2 separate regions of the Ovis aries genome follow, and region 1 is linked to region 2. Evidence: chromatin contacts called from public Hi-C data. All regions are on one chromosome and are shown on one strand. Each heading gives the region's core, a stretch centred on a gene start, on an enhancer-like site or on the middle of the called end of the contact. The rest is flanking DNA. Distances are from core to core; before and after follow the strand shown. Region 1 overlaps DGKI (diacylglycerol kinase iota). Region 2 holds the start of PTN (pleiotrophin).

The links. Hi-C and Micro-C count contacts between places; a contact is called where the count stands out from the background.
Region 1: a contact with region 2 is called in a Hi-C map of hypothalamus, with 4 times the contacts expected there. The contact joins the enhancer-like site here to the promoter of PTN in region 2. A contact is called at or near these places in 2 of 16 Hi-C or Micro-C datasets (hypothalamus and liver).

What each region holds. Positions count from the first base shown.
Region 1 is chr4:102,573,058-102,578,581 of ARS-UI_Ramb_v3.0, forward strand. All of the region lies in intron 27 of DGKI (diacylglycerol kinase iota), which reads right to left. Among named protein-coding and RNA genes, the nearest start is that of TRNAS-GGA, 32 kb to the right of the region's middle. Within about 2 kb of position 1,449, at least 8 of the 54 cell types and tissues checked have an H3K27ac peak or open chromatin away from gene starts, as enhancers often do. A contact at or near this core is called in hypothalamus, where this site is marked.
Region 2 is chr4:102,435,163-102,440,962 of ARS-UI_Ramb_v3.0, forward strand. PTN (pleiotrophin) reads right to left here and starts at 1,750. Exons shown (of 5, transcript XM_027968848.3): 1 at 1,563-1,750.

The DNA of each region.
Region 1 (5,524 bases), core at 199-2,698, 140 kb after region 2:
GAATTGGACTATAAAAAAGCTGAGCGCTGAAGAACTGATGCTTTTGAACTGTGGTGTTGGAGAAGACTCTTGAATGTCCCTTGGACTACAAGGAGATCCAACCAGTCCATCCTAAAGGAAATTGGTCCTGAATATTCACTGGAAGGACTGATGCTAAAGCTGAAACCCCAATACTTTGGCTACCTGATGTGAAGAACTAACTCATTTGAAAAGACCCTTTTGCTGGGAAAGATTGAAGGCAGGAGGAAAAGGGGATGACAGAGGATGAGATGGTTGGATGGCATCACTGACTCGACAGACATAAGTGTGAGCAAGCTCCGGGAGTTGGTGATGGACACAGAAGCCTGGCATGCTGCAGTCCATGGGGTTGCAATGAGTCGGACACAACTGAGCGACTGAACTGAACTGCACTGAATTTATATATGTGGAATCTAGAAAAATGGTACAGATGAACTTATTTGCAAAGCATATCTAGAGACATGGACATAGAGAGCAAACATATGGGCATCAAGGAGGGAAGGAGTGGGTGGGATTGATTGGGACTGCCATACATACACCACCATGCATAAAATAGATAACTAACGAGAACTGACTGTATAGCACAGGGAACTCTACTCTGCGCTCTGTGGTGACTTAAATGGGAAGGAAATGCAAGGAAGAGGAGATATATGTGTGTCTGTGGCTGGTTCATTTGCTGCACAGCAGGAACTAACACAACATTGTAAAGCAACTGTATTCCAATTTTAATAAAAGACAACATGCAGGCCTGGGCAAAGTTCCCCAGGCTGGACTCTTGTCTCCTGCCTGGGCCATTATTGCTAGCTGTCTGATAACAAACTCTTGAGAAATGGCCCGAGTGGAAACTGGTTTCCCAGGTGCACAGCCAGTCCAGGCTCATTTCAAGGGTCCACACACCACTGCTGCAGAAACACCATCTTTATTTTTCTCCTGTTTTATGTTAAAGTCATGAGGCTACACAAATTGAATTTATTTCCTGCAACTGTGGATGAACGAAGAACACTCAATTTAAATCAAGCTGGCCAAGGGATGATTTAATACGGTCTCAAAGCATGACTGTAGGTAATCATCTCTGGGCAACAGCATTCTCCCTTGAGCTTCCCTTGAGGATGTGCATTGCTTAAGGATTGCTATGCGCAGCCCATGACATCATCTTGAGGGCTTGAGGGAGCAACAGTGAGATCATGGATATAGGCGACATCTTCACCACCATCACTCCAGCCCCCAAGCACCTCCAACACGGTAAAACAGAACCAGAAATCCCTTAGCACTGAGAATCTCCATCCATTATACAGGCTTCTCTTTGTTTTCTTTTCCTCCCTGCTAATTATGAAAATTGCTATTAAGACAATGAACAAAGCACATACAGTAAGGGAGCAGGCGAGAATGAGAGTGAGAGAGATGAAAGTTACAGCAGCCACACAGAGTGGCATTGAAATGGGAGAAAGACAAACACATTCTCTATTCAAGTGGTCACAAACCCATTCAGGGACTGCCAAACAGCCTCAAAGGTAACATTCACCACCAACAGAGGGGAGGGTGAGGAAAGAGAAAGGAGAGAGATGGGCATTTGTGTGGAGGTGGGGAAATAAGTCCCAGGACTCAAATAATAAGGCTGTTTGGTGAGTTCTCCTTTGATGTAAATTTCTTCTAATTCTGTTCATGCTCATAGTTTCCTCCTATTCAAATATATACCCGATGGTCCCCACGTGAGCTGCACTTGAAATATCCTGTGTTTTTAAATAAGTTCCTGTGTTTAGTTATATTTGGTGTTTTGAAAACACCCCTGTTTTACCATTTGCTTGTATAATTCAGTTTCTCCTATGCACCCTCCTTAATTAGTCTGCAGTCAGGAAGCCCTTCAACGCTCTTTGAGCTTGAAACTGTACTGCCACCTACCGTTAATCACTAAGAACTGCAACGAAGGGAAGGGAAGGTGTTGGAAATGCAAGGGCGAAGGGGCAAAAGTGGGAAGTGGATACAAGAAAAAACGTTAAAAAAAATGATGTGGAAGAGTCTAATACTGTCCAAGTTCCTTAAACATGAAAACTGGACCATCACACTTTTTATTATGTAAAATTTGAACACTCCAAGGAAATACTTGAACATTCTGAAGATAATGTAAAAATAACAAAAGAAACCTGTGCATCAGATATTGTACAATCACGCAGAAAAAGAGATGTGATGGTTCATATTATAAGTCAGTCTCTGCAATATAGTTTCCTGCCTAGTTTCTAAAAAGAGAATAAAGGGATAGAAAAGGCATGCTATTTTAAAATTTGATCAAGGGAAATATACCTGCGGAGAGCTGTCTAGAGCATTAGCAAGGAATATCTTTTAGAAAGTGTTGCCGGCTTTAGCCTAATGACTCTGGGAACCCTGGCCAACAACTCCTGTTGAGACCGATCCATCCGGAGTTTTCTGAATGTGGACTTGTTTCTTTTTAAGCATAAATTGAAACATGAAGCTCTCAATTCTGAGGGCAAATCATCTGAGTGCTACATTCAGTATTAACACAAGCCAATGTGCTCAATTGCTGCAGTCATGTCTGACTCTTTGAGACCCTAGAGACTGTAGTCCACCAAAGCTCCTGTGTCCATGGGATTTCCCAGGCAAGAATACTGGAGTGGATTGCCATGCCCAATTCCAGGAAATCTTCCTGACTCAGGGATTGAACTCACATCTCCTGCAGTGCAGGTGGATTTTTTTACCCACTGAGCCACCTGGGAAGCCCATTAAAATAAGAAACTTATACAAAGCCTATCTCACATACCACAACATTCAGGATAGATAATATTTATCTTGTGGGGCCAAGGTGATTGAGCAAGGCTTATCCACAGCTAATTATTTTTATGAAATGCCATAAGGACTTCTGAATCCAGCATCAGAAAATGGAATAAAAAAATTGGTAGAGTTGGGAGTAGCTTTGGTGCTTCTCCTGAAGATAACTGTCATATACTCTGGAAGTTTTCCTGGCAACATCTCCTCCCATCTCACTCAGCTCTCAGAAGAGGAAATTCACATTCCAGACACCGGCATAAGAAACAAAATCCCCCCCCCCCAAAAAAAATCTTTTCCCCACTCTCTGTGTCCAAAAACAGGGCACTTTCTATGTAACATTTACATTACAAGCAACCCAATACAGGAAAGGAGCTGTAGGAGAAAAGGAGAAATTGATATAGATAAATCATGGTGCCTTCTTCCACTTCTGGCACAGCCACTGAAAACAAACAAATCCCCATTCCTATACTGCCATAAAAACACTCTAACTCCTCCAGTGCAGAAGGAGATGGGAGTTGTTTTCCCAGTTTTAGAATGGTGCTTAAGTGATTTTTGTCCCCAAAGGCTCTTGTCATCTGACTTGCTTTCCTTAGTGCGCTATGGCACTCTGTGTTGTTGCAAGGAAAGAGAAATCCCCTGATTTGATTTTAAAGAAGACTCAACAATTTCCTGAGATGCCCTTCCCACTGATCTCTGCCTCTCAGCAAACTCAAGGAAAGTGCTTTCCTGTACAAATTGCTCTTGTACTTCCCAATGCTCTGCCTTTGCCTTATCTCTTTCAGTTGGAAATCCAAGAATTCTCTTCCACCCATAACATGTTGATACTTTATGGTGCCCCACAAGCCAGGTTTCTCCCTTCCGTCCAAAGAATATTCACAACCTCTTCAAGAACTAAACTTCACTACCAACATAATTGAGACATATGACATGGGCTTCCCAGGTGGCGCTAGTGGTAAAGAATCCACCTGCTCATGCAGGAGACACAAGAGACGTGGGTTCAATCCCCAGATAGGGAAGGACCCCTGGAAGAGGAAATGGCACCACACTCCAGTGTTCTTGCCTGGAATTCCTTGGGCAGAGGAGCCTGGTGGGCTGCAGTCCATAGTGTCACAAAGAGTCGGACGTGACTGAGACACAGCGCACGTGAGCATGGCATGGGAGACATGCATAGGCTTCTAGGCACAATTCTTTCTCCCGGCTCCACCCTACTGCTGTGCTCGTTAACAGCACCTACCGCTGCCAGTCACCTTTTACTGTCTAGCTTGTAAAATAGCAACAGCTCTCTGAGTCAGAGATTCAGTGCATCTTTATTACTATAGTATGTTAATTTCCTGGATCCAATTGAGGAGCAATTAGAGAAAGAACAGAGCAAAATTTTTTATTAATTATTTTGCACACATAAAAGGATAGAGTATCATTATGTGCTTGGCAAGAGAGGATAATGACCGGAGGTAAGTTAGGAGAAAAAGAAGAAGAAAGGAAGATACATGTCAGCTAAACTGCACTTTTTACAGCTTGAGTGATTAGCCAGGGAGAGCAAGATTTAGAGTCATCAAAGGTAAGTAGGGATGGGACCCAACTATCTTCGTGAAGCAGACACAAGAGACTGTCTCTATCCTGACAGCACTGATCTCATCTCTGAGATAGATTCCAGCAAAACCTGCCTCCCACTAAGAGGATTAATTTTCTCCCTCTTATCTGATTTTGATGCTTGAAGGATATTTCCACAACCAAAATCGCTGCCCAATAGTCTGTCTTCCTGTTGAGAATCTGGAGCTTTGACAGCAAGCACAATTATCTTTTTTGTTAGAATCAGGCCATCACCGAATGTTCCAAGAAGAAATTGGGTAAAGTAAATAGCTGAAGACAAGACAGGCATGCAACTATTACTCCTATGCTCAGACCAGAACTTGTGAGTTTTGGAAAAAGGTGAAGTTTGGGGTCTATCTTCTTGATACAGTGGTTCAGAATTCTAGACTACACTAAAAAGACCAATTTTTTAAAGTATTATTAAGTGTTTAGGCTATCCCTAAATAATTTGCCAGTTGAACAAACTTCCTTAAGGACACTTTAGGTAGAGTGATGTGAAACTGTCATGCAATATTCAATTATTTGACAGGCATTTCTGGTGATGAGGGCTTCTCTGGTGGCTCAGATGGTAAAAAAAAAAAAAAAAAAAAAAAAAAAATTTGCCTGTAATGCAGGAGACCTGGGTTCAATCCCTGGGTCAGGAAGATCCCCTGGAGAAGGAAATGGCAACCCACTTCAGTATTCTTGCCTGGAGAATCTCATGGACATAGGAGCCTGGTGGGCTATAGTACATGGGGTCACAAAGAGTCTGACAGGACTGACAGACTAACACTCTCACTTTTCTGGTGATATAATGATGAAAGTGAAAGAGGAGAGTGAAACAGTTGGCTTAAAGCTCAACCTTCAGAAAACTAAGATCATGGCATCTGGTCCCATTATTTCACGGGAAATAGATGGGGAAACTGTGGAAACAGTGTCAGACTTTATTTTGGGGGGCTCCAAAATCACTGCAGATGGTGACTGCAGCCATGAAATTAAAAGACGCTTACTCCTTGGAAGGAAAGTTATCACCAACCTAGATAGCATATTCAAAAGCAGAGACATTACTCTGCCAACAAAGGTCCATCTAGTTAAGGTTAGGGTTTTTCCAGTGGTCACGTATGGATGTGAGAGTTGGACTGTGAAGAAGGCTGAG
Region 2 (5,800 bases), core at 500-2,999:
TTGTTTTTTTTTTAATGAAATAATTGTTTAAAAGCCATCCTCTAATTTAAATGAGAAAGTACAAATATTGCTCCTCTGAAATAACTCATGTCCCAAAGGAAGGAAAAACAAGAAAATATCCACTCTAATTGCCTTTGAATTTAACTGGACTATAAATTTTCTTATGATTTGGTCTTTAGAATGCCTAATTTATTTAAAAATAAAACCAGAAAGAAGATGGAAAATAGAAGCTTTATTTTCTATGCTGAGAGACACCTCTTTTGTCTCACTCCCATTACCTTCCAATATTTCAAATATCAGTTTATCCCCAGATGCTCAAGAGGCTAAAATGGACTTTACGGTTCCACCAACACCACATTTGCCTGAAATCATGAAATCGCTTCATTATGTGTTTAGTTTAAAAGCTTTCTTGATAGTTCCTGGACCTCCTCCCAGGCCCTTTCCTCCAACACACACACACACACACACACACACACACACACACACACACACATACCACCTCTCTCAAGCTGTTAGAGCAAAACGCCTAAATAACTCTCAAGATGAAAGACGCCAAATGCCAAAAAGACCGGAATTTAATTTTTCTCAAATCGTTCCTTCTCCCAGTCATTGCCACCCCTCCCCCCATGTGCCACTCCTAGTTTTTCAGTGTATCCCCCAAACTTATAAAGCAGCTGTTAACAGAGGGAGGGTGAGTTAACAAGAGTATAAGTAAACTCAGTGTTGTGTTGTGTTAAAGAAAAAAGGGTGCTTGCATGTGTGTGTGTTGAAGAGAGAGGAAGTTTTATGTATTAAGTAGGGAAGGGAAGTAGAATATATTCCTCTCTTTTAAAATATTTTAACTTATTAGACGCATCAACTCAAAAACTGAGAATCTAGCCAATTAGCAATCAATATACCCTAGCTTTACCTGGGGGAAATAAAAAGTTCAAGTGTCTCTGTACAGGGCAATTATTAAAATTATTCAAATGAGAAGTGGGATGCAAGGTGTGTCTTTTAAACTTCGGACAGAACCATTTCTAGAACCATTCCTGGGCTGGCAGGCAGGACAAGGAGTGCCCAGATGCTCTGTGAGGGATGCGCAAGGTAGCTGGCACTGGGAGGAACAAGCTCCCACTTGGTACCTAGAAATGCCAGCTCAAACGTATCAGCTGGCAAGCCCTGGGGCCATCCGGGAAGCTGAGGAAAGATGGGAAAATGAGCCTGCTTGCTCAGGCTGCCTTACTTTCTCTCTCTTCTCTACCCAGCCACAGACACACCTACTAGCTCAGGTTCTACAAAGGGCAAAGCCTCCGCACGTTCGCCATCCAGCTGGAAGCCAGGAACCCAGTCCACATGCACGTCCCATAACATTACAAAAGCTTACACTCTTCCCGGGGGTCGTGACTATCTGACCTGACTCCCCCAAAGTAAGCCTCTGGAGCGCATCAGTGTTGAAAGCAGCCCCACGAGCAGAGACACCAGCAGCCTCTCTCCCACTCTCACCAGTATCACGCGCTGGCGCCCAGAAAGGTGTCGATCCGAGACACCTCTGGAGGAATCGCGCATTCGCTTCGACTTACTTGGAGTCGCAAACGAGCGGTGCGCGCTCAGGCTGCCTTTGTTGATCCGGGAGAGGTTTTTCTGCCCTGAGTCCAGGTACCCAAGTCGCTGGTGCTCGCGGCGGCCGCTGCTCTCTGCGCCCGCACGCCCGGTGACTCCCTGCTCTCTTTCTTCTCCTCTCTCCACTTCGGCTTTTCCTCTGCTCTGCGGCCTTGGCGGGATTTTTGGACTGGAAGGCGGGGAACCCGATCCTGCCTCGGACTGGCGCACGCCCTGCCGGGGAGGGGACGGAAGGGAAATGGAGAATGGGAGGGATGTGAGGAGCGGGCAGGGAGAGGACGCGACTGGGGAGGGGGGAGCGCGCCGTTCCCTCGCGAGCTGATTGGGAAGCTGCTTCTTAAATGCGAGGTTCTCCCCCGGGCCGTCTCGGCCCCCACCCCCGGCGCCAGCACTCGAATTTGAACTCAAAGGCCGGGGGAATGAAAAACTTGTTTCGTTTTTAACAGGGACGGATGCAATATCCCTTTGCCAAACTTTGCGCAGGACCTTTTCTGCAGGTGGGTGCGAATCCCAGTTTACCAAGTAGCAGACCTGAAATGGACAGTTGAGGGTATCTTAGGTGACAGTTCGGGCCCCCGGCGATTTTTGTGATTGCTATTGAGGGTGAAAAACCACAGTCTTCAGAACCAAGCTCTGGTTTGTCCCCACCCCACCCCCAACGCCCTTCCCCCTCTCTCCCGAACAATCTCCCAAATCAATCACTCCAGCGGTCAGTCCCGTCCCACCTGCGCGTCACTAAATGTGCAAAGGACTTTTTGGCGCTTGTCACAAAGAGTGACAGATGTCTGAAAGTTCCCAATTAAATGCTACTTTCCTTTAGGGGGCTCTTTCTTTTTCTGGCTTCCTTGGTGCATTTAGTGACCTACTTAATGACATGTCTTTGACACTCAAGAATTTAGGGGCTTAATCCACGTGGCTCCAGCTCCGAGGTTTGTACAACTCAGAGGCTGGGCTTCCGTCTTTCTGGAATTTCCATTTTCTTCGAATGAGGACAGAAGTTAAGGTAATGTACCTAGGATTATTTGAGTAACACATAAATGAGTATTTGTGATATACATGAGAGCAACGTGTTGCGTGAAATGATTAAGTATAAACCAAATGTACCCAAGTACTGTCAAAAAGGAGATTCTCCTCTGCTCACCGGTTCTTTTCTGTTCTTTCTCTTGCTTCTTTTACTTCCTGTCCACTTATTATTTGATAGTGCCGACCCCAAACCTAGCTGCCAAATATTCCTCCCTTCCGTTTCCCATAGTTCTGAAGTAACTTCCTTTCAATTCAATTTAAGAGATAGCGACTAAGTACCTTATATAACTCTTAAAATTTACATAAATCAACCTAAACCCCCAAAAGCATTGTTTTGTGGGAAGTGGCTCTTAGGATCTTAGAGACTTTGATGGCTACATGGACAAATGTATCATGGAGAGACTGGGTGGGGACAAAGAGCCATCACTATGAGCAGTGCTTTGAATCAATCAATCTTTTTTTTTTTTTTTCCAAAAGCACAAGCATCAGAAATTCACCTACACACCTCCGGTCTATCCCTATAGCTGAATTCTCCATATACCTGACACACACCTTCTTCAAATGAAACAAATGAATAAGGAGCTGTCTTCCTTCCATATACAAACTTCAGATTGCCTGTGTCCCATTTATCCAATGAAGTAAAGCAATATTTGTTTTAATCTGATTTTACCTGTATAAATTGTGGAGGAATGCATATTATCACTTATGATTATTTTTCCCAGACCCTTTATTGAAAGATATTTCTCTGTATTCATGGTCACTTCATAGGGCTGAAATTTCCAGGCCGTTAAACAAGGAGTTCTCCAGTTATTGGTGGTGGTGTAGTCACTGAGTCATGTCTGACTTTTATGACACCATGGACTGTAGCCCACTAGGCTCCTCTATACATGGGATTTCCCAAGCAAGAATACTGGAGTGGGTTGCCATTTCCCTCACCAGGGGATCTTCCCAACCCAGGGATTGAACCCATGTCTCCTGCAATGGTAGGTGGATTCTTTACCGATGAGCCTCCAGGGATGCCTTCTTAAATACTATCTTAACATCTCCAAATGTAACATATTGCTGCCAGTTATTATGATGCTTCTTTATAGGGATCCATAAAGTAAGCATGAGATCCCCATGATTTCCATTCTATTGTATGTGTTGTATCAAAAACTAACCCTTTATTCAAATAGGAACATATGAAAATTATTTTCGTCAGTGGTTCTCAACCAGGAGCTGTTTTGCCATTAAGGGAACATTTGGCAATGACTGGAGACATTGTTGTTGTCACAGCCTAGGGGAGGGAGTTGCTACTGTGCTCAGTGAGCAGAGGCCAGGGGTACTGCCAACCATGGTACAACGCACAGGACAGCAGCCCCACAGCAAAGAATTACTTGGCCCGAAATGTTAACAGAGCTGAGATTAAGCCAACAAACAACATTATTAATGTTTGTTTTTATTTTTGTTTTTTTTTTTCACTTAAAAAGTTTGTGTTTATTTTTACTTTTTTATTGTGGTAAAATATACAGTGATTTTTAAGTGTACAGTTCAGTGCCATTATACACACACATTGTCCTGTGACCAGCACCACCAGGCTTCCTAGGCTCTTAATGAGAGATTATAATGGCTGGATGGGATCATAATAATCATTTTTAGCCACTGTATTTTTAAAATATAAAGGAAGATGAGAAAGAGGGGTTTTTTTTTCTTTTTTTTTTTAAGAAATAGAAATCTATAAGGTTTAGATTAGTCAACCCAGCAAGTACACCAAAGTTGAAGAAGAAAATGCTTTTTAACATACTCTGAAATGTGCTATTTCAAATTGAAACTTCTTCCTGTGGCACAGACATGGGTCTGTCTGTTGATTTAAGATTTCAAGTCATTTCATTTATTTAGCTGACTTTCTTTGAGCACTTAAGTTTTTGAGCAAATAGAGCCATGAACAAAAATAAATGAAAATCCCCACTCTCATATAGCTTATACTTCTATTGATATAAACTAGCAAATGAAATTAATTAACATATTAGTAAAATGTTTTAAAGATATAAGCCTATGAAGGAAGATGAAAGCATCAGTTTGGAGGAGGAATGACTTCCTGAGTGAAGACTTAAAAGAGGTGAGGGAACTGGCTAAGAAAATATTTGGGAGGACCTCCAATCAAAGTTCAGCAAATGCAGAGGCCCTGAGGCCTGACTGCAGGATATGGTCGAGGACCACTGGGGAGATCGAGGCAGGAACATAATGGGTGGAGGTGGGGATGGAAGTGAGGAAGGTAGTGGGCCAGATTGTGCAAGGTCTGTGTCCTCCGTCAGGAATTCCACTTTTATTCTGAATGAGGTGAAAGGCAATGAAGTCTCTGGTTTAGCAGGGTCTCTCTGCTGTGTTGAAAAGACCACACAAAGACAAGGGTAGAAGCAGAGATTCCAGTTAGGAGGCTACAGCAGCTTCTCACTGACCAGACTTCTGCTTTCTTGTGAAGAATAACTAGCTCCAAACTTACTCTCTCATACGTTCTCTGCCCCCAAAAGTGCCTGTCAGCAGTCACCTTGACTTGCTCATGCCAGCTCCCCAGCCTCTCCAGGGTAATTAGTGAGCCCTCTGCATGGGTGTTACCAGGCTAAAATATAACTACATGCAAGATGATTTGAAATCATAGAAATTATAACATATCCTAAGGGTGTTTTGAAAATGAGGCAGCTGATTCTGCAGTGACAAATACAAGGAGAAGTGTGATCAGCATGAAGTTAAAAAATGTGAAGCAACCTGCTGAAAAATTGGCCAGCGTGTCTCCTGGATTGCCTACTTGGCAGGACGTTTAGATTCTTGATTACCACCCTGAGTTCTTCAATATGCCTAGAATGCAAAAGGGCAATTCATCACACCCTCAGTGTGATGGAGGTTTCATTAATACATTTCTCTTCCTCTCTCTGGAATAGTTCAAAGGTAATGTTTTAAAAAACTTTTATTTTTTTATCTTTGTGACTAAATTACAAAATTTACTTCAAGGTAATTTTGTTTTTAAATGACTGCAGTTTTTCCGGAGAAGGAAATGGCAGCCCACTCCAGTACTCCTGTCTGGAAAATTCCATGGACAGAGGAGCCTAGTAGAATACAGTCCATGGGGTCGCAAAGAGTGGGACACGACTGAGCAACTTCACTTTACTGGATAAGAAAACAGAAAACTCAGCTAAGA